Regions from separate parts of the Mus musculus genome. Here region 2 is linked to region 1. Evidence: chromatin contacts called from public promoter capture Hi-C data. All regions are on one chromosome and are shown on one strand. The core of a region is the stretch at or near the end of the contact, and the rest is flanking DNA. Distances in the headings are between cores, read along the strand shown.

What was found. Promoter capture Hi-C pulls out the DNA fragments that hold promoters and counts their contacts.
Region 2: a promoter capture Hi-C map of pre-B cells shows a contact between it and region 1, with 5 times the contacts expected there. The contact joins the promoter of Mrpl27 here to the promoter of Nme2 in region 1. A contact is called at or near these places in 2 of 39 promoter capture datasets (embryonic stem cells and pre-B cells).

The regions. Positions count from the first base shown.
Region 1 is chr11:93,953,132-93,958,488 of GRCm38.p6, reverse strand. It overlaps Nme2 (NME/NM23 nucleoside diphosphate kinase 2), which reads left to right and starts at 2,233. Exons shown (of 5, transcript NM_008705.5): 1 at 2,233-2,663; 2 at 2,865-2,994. The coding sequence starts at 2,869.
Region 2 is chr11:94,650,779-94,656,135 of GRCm38.p6, reverse strand. Mrpl27 (mitochondrial ribosomal protein L27) reads right to left here and starts at 2,345. Exons shown (of 4, transcript NM_053161.2): 1 at 2,295-2,345. The coding sequence starts at 2,334. Eme1 (essential meiotic structure-specific endonuclease 1) reads left to right here and starts at 2,393. Exons shown (of 9, transcript NM_177752.5): 1 at 2,393-2,440; 2 at 5,113-5,357. The coding sequence starts at 5,142.

The DNA.
Region 1 (5,357 bases), core at 984-3,483:
TTTAATCCTAGCACTCAGGAGGCAGGGGTAGGTAGTTCGAGATCAGCCTGGTCTGCAGAGTGAGTTCTAAGACAACCAGGGAAAGACAGAAACTCTGTCTTGGAAAAACAAAACAAGCAAAAACCAACAACAAACCAAGAAAATTGTGAGACGTTGTAGCTACCATCAGATCAGAAAACCCATGTGTTCTGTAGGCCTGGGACCGTCAGCTGGTGTCCAATGAAGGGTCCTTCTACTGTGGGGTAGGGAGGTATGTGACCTGACAAAGGGGTAACCGACTCTTCACCCGACAGGTAAGTTCAGTGAAATTTGCAGATTCTCAGTACAGTTGACATTTGGTAACTCCAAAACATGGGAGAGTGGTGGCACATGTCTGTAATCCCAGCATTTAGGAGGGAGAGACAGGCTTTCAGTAAGCTTGAGGCCAGACTGGTGCAGTCCAGCCAGGGCTATGCAGCTAGATCCTCTCAAAAGGCAACCAACCAGCTGGCTGGGCAAATGCGAGCCCACACACACTTCAGGCTGAGAATGAAGGAAATGGGCCCAGAGTGAGGGCAAATGGCAGTCGGTGCATCCTAGTTGGATGCTCTGCTAATTGAGGTGTAGGACAGTGGAGAGGTGTGATGGGCTGTTACCCACCTGAGTAGTTATAGGCGACCAGTTGGGCTGGAGCCACAAGGCTGATAACCTGAGTTTGGAGGTCAGCCGACCTCATCTCATCTCAAGTTGTGAGTAGTACTGGTGTCATAGAGAACATAGAGAGCTTGCCGGTTCCTTTAGAGATGCAGGGAGGCATCAAAGCAGGGTATATTCTCTCGATGAGACCAGGGCTAGAGTCACTTGAAATCAGTGTTCATTGGGAATCAAAGAAATAAAAAAATAAAAAAAGGAAATTGTAGGTTCAAGTGCCCAGTGTGTAGAGCCTGTATGAGATAACTTTAGAGTTTAATTGCTCATCCTAATGGCCAGTGAGCAGAGGGCTGTTCTGTCCAAGCAGGTCTTTAGCCAGGGCTGATGCAATGGAGCTGGAGAAGGAGGTTTCAGGCATTTTGACTCATCTGCGCTAGTTAGGCTCAGTGCCTTGGGCAATGCCCTAAACCTATTTACTGGGATGTTCAGGGCCCCAGCTCAGGCTCCAAGCCTGCTGGGAGAAGCAGCAGCTGGTTCACACAACATACTGCAACTTTTTTGGGTGTGGTCTGGATATGGAAATGAAGCAGATGTGGGCACTGAGGGCACCTTTAGGGTACTGGTGGCTTGCCAAGAAGACAGGAGGTAAAGACTGCAAGTTGACAGGCCTGGCTTCTGAGAATACAGAGTCTGGAGTACTGGAGGTTGGACCAAGGCCTTGTGCATGCTACACAAGTGGACCTACCACAGAGCTAAATATTCAGTGCTCCCTACCTTCATGTAGTCGAGGCTGGTCTTTAATTCTAGTGTAGCCAAGGATGTACCACTTTACCCACTCCAGCCCCTCTCTTTGTATGTATTCCTTAAAAACTTGTTTTTATCATATTATGTGTAGGTGTGTGTGTTGCATGTGGGTATGTGCACGTAAGGGCATGTCCTTGGAGATGGGAGGCACCGGATTCTATGGAACTGGAGTTATAGTTGTGAGCCACCTGAAGTGTGTGGTTGCTGGGACTTGACCTCTGGCCCCTGGAAGGCTCTTAACTACAAAGCCAGCTCTCCAACACCCCATTTTGTATATTTTGAGACAGACCAGGCTGACTCTGAACTGTGTAGCAGTGGCTGTCCTTTCCTGATCCTCCTGCCTCCACCTCCCAAAAGCTAGCACTATAGGCAAGTGTCATCTCTCACACCTGGTTTTGCTTCTTATTTTGAGGTAGTCTCATGTACCAAATTCACCAGGCTGGCCTTGAATTTCCTCTGAAGTCTAGGCAGGCCGTCAACTTATATACAAAAATCTAGAATCTTGCCAGGGGTGTCTCAGGTTGAGGTGGGTAGCCTGACACTCGGTAGGTAGTGCTCTGTGGGCAGGAATCCCAGGCTCAGGGTGGCATCAGAGCCTCTAGAGGAAAGGTAGGTGAGGAGACAGAGAGCTGGGAGCTGGCCCTAGTGTCAAAAGGCATGGGTTATCTTAGGAATTCGAAAGTCATTCTGAGACAGGAACAGATGGCCTTCTGAGGAGGGGCCTGGAGACAGACTTGGCTCCTAGGGAAGTTGTCATTTTGGGTGAGGAAGGCTAAGCTCAAGCAGAGAGGAAAGAACAGAGGGCTGAATTTCGGAGATAGGAAAAACTCGGGGTATCCCAGAGCATGGAGAGTCCAGCTGGGCGCGGATGTCTCAGGGAAGCTTGAATGCAGATGTCTCCTGGAATAAATTCAGGACCTGGTCTCCAAAGCTGAAGCCTTTAGCTGCAAAGAACAGGCGGACTTGGGTGGAGAACAAATCACTTCCTGCCCCGCAGCCCTCCGCAGCCCTGCAAGGAGAGGGCGTGCACCGCGAGCCTTTGGGCGGGGACAGAGACGACTGGCAAGACCAGGCAGCCTGAGCGTCCCGGGTTGGGCAGCGGGGTCCTCCGGGGTGTGGCGTCTCTCGTCCCGCCCCGCGTCCCTCCTCTCTCCGCGCCGGCTGGTGGTCGTTCTATTCTCTTTGCTTCTGTCGCTCATCGCAGACACCAGCCGACCCACCGGCTTTCGGTAAGGCTAAGATGCACTCCCCGCCCCGACATCAGCTCACCACAGGCTCCCGCAGTCCTCTTTCTGGGCCTCCCGGGCGGGGCAGAAGTATCTGGAAAGCCACGTGTCCTCCGCAGCGGCGGCGGTGGCAGGAACCCACGTGGCTTCCTGGGCCGGCTTGGGTCGGCCGGGCCTCATCGACTACACTTCTTGCCTCCACAGGACCATGGCCAACCTCGAGCGTACCTTCATTGCCATCAAGCCAGATGGCGTGCAGCGCGGCCTGGTGGGCGAGATCATCAAACGGTTCGAGCAGAAGGGGTTCCGCCTGGTGGCCATGAAGTTCCTTCGGGTAACAACGCCCTTCGCCCCCTACCCCTCTGCTGCTGGGTGGCGGGAGTTTGGTTCGCCCGCCAGTAGTTTGGCCGCGTCGCCTTTTGGAGTCGGAGTTAGGCCTCCTGGCTGATTTCACTCCCACGAGAATCCTTTTGACCTCCGCCTCTCACCAGACGTTGGTGGCTCGCTGGCCCTTTCCCAGGCCGGGGAGGACAGACGCCCTTGGGAAGGTTTAAGTGGAGGTAACGTGACTGGTGTCGGTGCCCAGGCCTGGCTTCCCTCCCACAGTGTGTCCTGGTCCTGTCCGTCTCGCAAAAGGTCTCCAGTCGGCTTGTGTTGTCATGTGGGATAGCAAGGATTGGAGAGAGCCTGAAACCCGCCCTGTACAATTGCAATTCTTTTGTGCTTGAGCCGAAACTTCCAGATGACCTAGGCTGCATCTCTCCTTGGCATAGGATAGTAACTATTTGACATGGTATGTAGCCACCAGCTGAAGGTGTAGTTCATGAGGTCTAGAGTCAACCCCTCCTAAACAGTAGGGTGTGGTGGCACATGCTCAAATCTCAGCACATAAAGGTGGAGATAAGAAAATCTGGGTCAGCCTGGCGGTGGTGGCGCACACCTTTAATCCCAGTACTCGGGAGGCAGAGGCGGGCGGATTTCTGAGTTCGAGGGCAACCTGGTCTACAAGGTGAGTTCCAGGACAGCCAGGACTGTACAGAGAAACCCGGTCTTGAAAAGAAAAAAAAAAAAAAAAAAAAAAAAGAAAATCTGGGTCACCCTTGCCTATACCTGGAGTTTAAGGCCAGGTCTGGATCCCATGAGACCCAGGTCTGTCTTTCTTTCTTTCTTTCTTTCTTTCTTTCTTTCTTTCTTTCTTTCTTTTTTGACCCAGTTTTTTTTTTTTTTTTTTTAATACAAGGTTACCTTTTAAAATTTTTTATTTATTTATTTATTTATTTATTTATTGGTTTTTCGAGACAGGGTTTCTCTGGCTGTCCTGGAACTCACTCTGTAGACCAGAAATCCACCTGCCTCTGTCTCCCAAGTGCTGGGATTAAAGGCTTGTGCCACCACGTCCGGCAACGAGGTTACTTTTAAAGTTTAAATATCTACTGAAATATAACAAAGGCCATCAGTTTTGTTCTTGGGGCTGGAGAGAAGGCTCCGTGGTGAAAAGCACTTTGCTCTTCCAGAGGATGGGTTCAGTTCCCATTCATTACTCACAGGACAGCTCAGAACTGAAACTCCAGTCTTAGGGGATCTGACACCTCTTTTGGCCTTGGAGCAGGAGACATGCACAGGATGCACAGTGTGTAGGCCAAACACCCATACACACGATTAAAGTAAAAACAAGAAAAAGCAGGGCATAGTGGCTTACACCTTTAATCTCAGCGGAGCCAGAGGCAGGCAAATTTCTTGAGTTTGAGGCTAGCCTGGTCTACAGAGTGAATTCCAGGCCAACCATGGCTGTACAGACTCTCTCAAAAACAAGACAGAGAAAGCGTTCTTGGGGTTGGAGAGAGGACTCAGCAGTTGAGTATTTATTGCTGAGATCAGGAGTTTGGTTCCCAGTACTTAGGGTGGCTCACAGCCCTCTCTAATTTCAGTTCCAGGGGACCTGACGTCTTCTGGCCTCTGGGCACCAGGCACAAATGCAGGCAAACCACCCATACACATAAATCCTTAAATCTAAAGTTTGTCATCTGAAATGTTTAAAAGGTTCTGTTGAGCAGGGAACCTGGGTTACTGACACATTCAGTCAATATTGTACTTTCCACTTCTATAGTGTTAGATCCTTAACATCACTGACTATGTAAGAGTCTTTATTTCTTTTGGTTTTTCTAGACTGGGTTTCTCTGTAGCCCTGGCTTTCTTGGAACTTGCTCTATAGACCAAGCTATCCTTGAAATCAGATCCATCTATCTCTGCCTTCCAAGTGCTGGGATCAAAGGGGTGCACCACCACTGGCTCTTATTTTTTAAGACAAGGTTTCTATCCCAGGTTGGCCTTGAACTTGGGGTTACCCCCTTTGTCTACCAAGTGCTGGGATTGCAGGCATGAGCTATCAGCTCATTTTGTAAACACTTGCAATTTTTGTCTTGTGCACGGTGTGTTTGTGTGCGAGCATTGGTCCTACCATCTTGAGACAGTCTCCTGGTCACTGCTGCATATATACTCTGGGGCAGCTGGCCAGTGAGTCTCCAGGTTCTTGTCTGCCTTCACCTCCCATCTCTGGGTGGGACGTTCTGGGGGTTCAGGTCTGCATGCTTGTACTTGATCCCCACGTGCTTCCTGCACGGAGTCTTCCTCCTTTTAAACCAGGTGCTGGAGACTGAACCCAAGGCCTTGCACACGTCAGGCGAGCACTTGACCACT
Region 2 (5,357 bases), core at 1,096-3,595, 700 kb before region 1:
CACAGAAACAGATGAAATGGACACCAGACAGCTGCCTGCTTAGAAGATTCAGTTTCCTGGCCAAGGGAAGGGCAGCGTACAAGATGTGCAAGGCTTGCCTCTGATTCCGCCTCCCTTACCACTGCCTTAGCTATCCACTCACCCATGCACATCAGACACTTGCCACTGTCTTAGCTATCCACTCACCCACTACACATCAGACACTTGCACCAGAAGGGCAGCCCGTCCGTCAGAGGGTGGCTCCCGCAGGCAACTGGCCATTACAGAAAGGTCTTTTTTTCCCAGAGTCCATAAGCAGATGTCCAACCAAGACTGGCATTAATCTGGGCCTCTCCACCCATTATCCCAAAGGACTCAACACCATTTTCTTTAAAGGGGGAAATTATGAGGGAGGCGTTGAAGGGGATAGAGATGATCAAAATACATTGTATGCATGAACAAAATTCTCAAAGATTAAATGAAAATGCTTTTAAAAGAAGATTATCTAAAATGCATGCTAATGGGGCCAGAGAGAGATGGCTCAGAGGTTAGCAGCAGCGACTGCTCTTGCAGAGGTCCTCTGTTCAGTTTCTAGCACTTTTGTAGTGGTCCACAGTCATCTGTAACTCCTGTTTCAGGGGATCCAATGGCCTTTTCTTACCTCTGCTGGTACCAAGTATACCGTGTGGTATGCATATATACACATAGGCAAAACATTCATACACAAAAATAAAATCCAGGCTGTCTGTTTTAGGTCTCTAGGCATAGTATAGGATCTTAGGATCTAGTATCAGCCCATTTAGAGTTGCTTTATGGGTGTTTGGGGGCATAGCACTGGTTATCTAGGTTTCTCAAATTCCCATAAGAACAGAAAGTTGCTGGGATACAAGACTAGCTCTCAGAGAGCAGGCTGGGCATGGTGGCACAGGCAAGCTTTTGATGCTAGCACTTGGGAGGCAGAGGCAGGCAGATCTCTGTGACAACAGGACCAGTTTGGTCTAGAGACTGAGTTCTAGGACAGCCAGGGCTTCATAGTGATACAGTGTCTCCAAACAAACAAACATCACAAAAAAAGAACTTAGGAGACATCTTCAATGTCCAGCAATGGAATGGAATCCCCTCCCCCCTCTCCTGTAGCCCATGAAGACCTTGAACTTGCAATCCTCAGGCCTTTACTTCACATATAACCGAGGTTACAGGCATGCACTTCCTGGCTTCACCCACTCACTTACTGGTGATTGGTGTTTTGCTTTTGCCTACATTGTTTCACTCATATGTCTCTGCTCTTGTGAAAAACAAGACTTTACAGATGACTCTCTTCCCTCATTTTACAGAGCAGTAAGACTTGTGGAATCTATATCTTCAGAACAGACAGATGTCATATTCACCCACTACCCTCCAGCTTCTCTACCAACACCACTAATATCTGGGCCAAATGATCTATCCTATAGCAAGTCTTGCAGATGGTTTTCTGTGTAGGTTATTTTATTTTATTTTATTTTATGTTATTTTATTTATTTATAGCTTTTGAGTCTGTGACCCAGGCTGGCCTTGGATCTGATGAAATCTTCCTGCCCCAGGCTCCTAAGTGCAGGGATTATAGGCACTACTATTCCTGGTCCCACTTGGTTTCATTTTCATTTATTTATTTGCACCCAGTCTGCCTCCTCTTAATTGGCTCCTCAAAACTGTAAAACCGAGTCAAGTCATTTTCTTGCCTTCTGTCTACACAGGTTTGGTTGGGTCTGTCTCTTTTAGGTCTAAATTGCTATCCCTTCAAGAGACTTCCTTGGTCCCCTAATCTAAGACTCTTCACAATACTATTCGAGATTACAACTAAGTTACTCACGTGTTTACTGGCTGAACTCACAAGGCGTTAGAAACCATGTTTATGCTGGTACTCTGAGCAGTGTCTCACCAGACCTAAGCGTTGGTCATGGTCATAGACATCTGAAATACCAGCTCTAAGACGGCAAACTACACAGTGGGAACCTACCTCAAAAGCGAGGAAAGGAAAAAAGCTAAGTCTTGAATATCAATTAAATGTTTTGAACTTAGTCTTCTTCAAATCCGGAGGGATCCACATAAACCCAGAGGGGACAGAGCTTCTGGAGTAACTATCCAACGGGCTTTCATTCTGCACTCCCACCCTCCGCAAGCACCGCCCACAACGTGTCACGTGACCGGAGACAGTCGCCCTCCAAAGGTCCGGAGCCCCTCACTTCTTCCCCGTATCTAGGTTCACCATGGGCTCCAGTTTCCATCTCCCAGCCTCCCTGCTGTCTCGCCTCGCAATAGCCACAGTGCTGAGCTACCTGCTGCCCGCGTCCTCAGCGTAAGCGCCGCCGCCGCCATATTTGCTTCACGTTCACTTCCAGGCTGGGAAGTCTGCTTCCGCTACCGGGATAGATCTACTTCCGGGTCTTGCGGACAATTCAAAGAGTGGCGGGAGCAGTAGCAGGTGAGCCCAGATCTCTTGGGGTTTATGGCCGGGACCTCCGGCGACTTCTGCAGTGGACCGTGGGCCCCAGAGACAAGGAGTGTGGCCAGCACGGACGTTTGTCCCACTCCAGGAACCACACGAAGGTCCCTAGGGAGGGACCAGGGTGAGGCTCAGCTAGATTCTGTGCTAGACTGGTTGTAGATGCACAATTTCATTTAATTCCTTACAAACCTAAGTTACTGGTATTATGTTAAATTGAGATCCAGGAAGACTGCAAAGATTATCAGTCACTAATTATTGTTGAAAGAATGATTCTTGCGTGTAACCCAGCAGTTCCAGGCAGACTTAAGTGTACGCACAAGAGAACTGTGAAAACATACTCGTTCAAAATATTTGTACGTGAATGTCTGTAGCAACATTATCCGTAACAGCCAAGAAAGGGGAGCAGGCTAACCGTCCATCAAGCAATAAATGCGTAAACAAAATGTGACATAGCCACACAGTGGAATATTATTCAGCTATAAAAAATGAGGCAGTACTGGTGCATAGTATGGCCACAGAAGGACCCTGAAAGCATGACTGCGAAAGACACCAGTCACCAAAGGCACATACGGTGTGCTTTTATGAAATATACAGAACCTGTAAATCCATAGAGACAATGGATCTTATTTTATTTTTAGATGCTGGGAGAGAGAAAGAACTTGTTTTTTTGTGTGTGGGGGCTTTTTTTTTTTTTCTTAATTTTTAAATAAATAAATAAATGCCAGGTGGTGGTGGCGCATGCCTTTAATCCCAGCACTTGGGAGGCAGAGGCAGGCGGATTTCTGAGTTCTCAGCCAGTCTGGTCTACAAAGTGAGTTCCAGGACAGCCAGGGCTATCTATACAGAGAAACCCTGTCTCAGAAAAAAAAAAAAAAAAAAAATGGTTATAGAAATACCCTTGCTTTTGAGAAGTCTCACTGTATCAAGTAGGCTGGCCTTGAACTCAAAATATCCCCCTCTGTAGCCTCCCAATAGGTGGGATTGCAGTTGTGTGCCAGCATGCCCAGTTTGTAGGATTTCTCTTTGTGATGATGGAGACATTCGGGAGTAAGAGGAGGGTAATGCTGACACAGCACAGACATACGGAGCCCCATCAGTCTGAGTGAATGATTTCTTTATCTGTTAACTGTACTAAGGCTGGGGCCTAACGTTCATGTAGGGCTCTCTATGTGCTAAGCAAGCACTCTACCGCTGCTACTCCAACACCTAAAGGATAGTTTTGAGTACTATACACTATGTGAATTGTAAGGGGAGTTTTTTCCTGTGTGTGGACATGAGCGTACATGGGTGTGTGCATAGGCATGCTTTCCACTGTGTGTAGGTTCTAGGAACTGAAATCCAACTAGGTGACATATGTTTTTGCTCACCGAGCCATCTGATTTACTTGCTTTTATTTGTCTATTTTAAATTTTCATTTCTTTTTATTTTATATGGATGTGGAGGCCAGAAGAGGGCATTGGATCTCCTGGAACTGGGATGACAGGCGGTTGTGAGAAGTGTCCAGTGTGGATGGTTGGCCTCGAACTCAGAAATCCGCCTGCCTCTGCCTCCCAAGTGCTGGGATTACATTGTTTCTTATTTTTGTTTTTGTTTTAGAAAGATCTCCATGTTAGGGGGGCCAGTGAGATATGACTCAACTGGTAAAGGTGCTTGCTGACAAGCCTGATGACCTGGGTTCAATCCCCGGGACTCACACTGTGGAAGGAGGGGACAAACTCCCTGAAAGTAATCCTCAGATTGCCACATATGGGCTGGGGCATGTATGAGCCCACGCACATATGCAAATATTTTAATATTTATTTTAAAAATGATCACCCTGAGCCAGGCGTGGTGGTGCACACCTTTAATCCCAGCACTCGTTGGGAGGCAGAGGCAGGTGGATTTCTGAGTTCGAGGCCAGCCTGGTCTACAGAGTGAGTTCCAGGACAGCCAGGGCTATACAGAGAAACCCTGTCTCAAAAAACCAAAAAGAGGGGCTGGTGAGATGGCTCAGTGGGTAAGAGCACCCGACTGCTCTTCCGAAGGTCCGGAGTTCAAATCCCAGCAACCACATGGTGGCTCACAACCATCTGTAACAAGATCCGACGCCCTCTTCTGGAGTGTCTGAAGACAGCTACAGTGTACTTACATATAATAAATAAATAAATAAATCTAAAAAAAAAAAAAAAAAAAAAAAAAACCAAAAAGAAAAAAAAAGATCACCCTGTTAAATCAAGAACTATTGTGCACACTTGTGATCCCAGCACGTGTCAGTGCAAGGCAAAGAGAGATCTGGAGCTCACACTCGTTCTCAGCTGCATGAGTTCAAAGCCAGCCTGAGAGACACAAGAGACGGTCTCAGAAAGACAAAATAGAAAGCGCTATCAAATGCAGGCCTCTTCAAGGTGAGAGTATTGAGCTTTCGTTGGTATCCCCATTAAAGTTTTCCAACCCTATTTTGATAACTCTCTGTGACCTCGAAAGGTTTTGAAGCAGAGATCGTGGTAGTGTATCCTTGTGGCCATTTCGAGTTCCAGATTGAATGTGCTGAGGGCATGTCCTGTTTCTCTGATTCTCTGAACACATTTATCTTCACAAGGCTTGGCCTCATGAGCACGTCCAGTGGAGCAGCTTCAGTGACCTCACGTGTGTCTCATCTCTCCTCGTAGGCAGTTCATTTGAGAGCTCTAATGGGTTGATGGCTCTAAGAAGGTTATCCCTGTCTCGCCTCTCCACGGAGAGTGATTCTGAGGACCTGCCCACATTTGCCTTTTTGAAGAAGGAACCATCTTCAACCAACAGGAAGCCACCTCAGAGGGCGAAGAACATAGTGGTTGTCACCTCAGATTCTGAAGCCTCCTGTCCTCCATCACCAGGCCTCAAAGGTCCACCATGTGTCCCCAGTGCAGCTGGA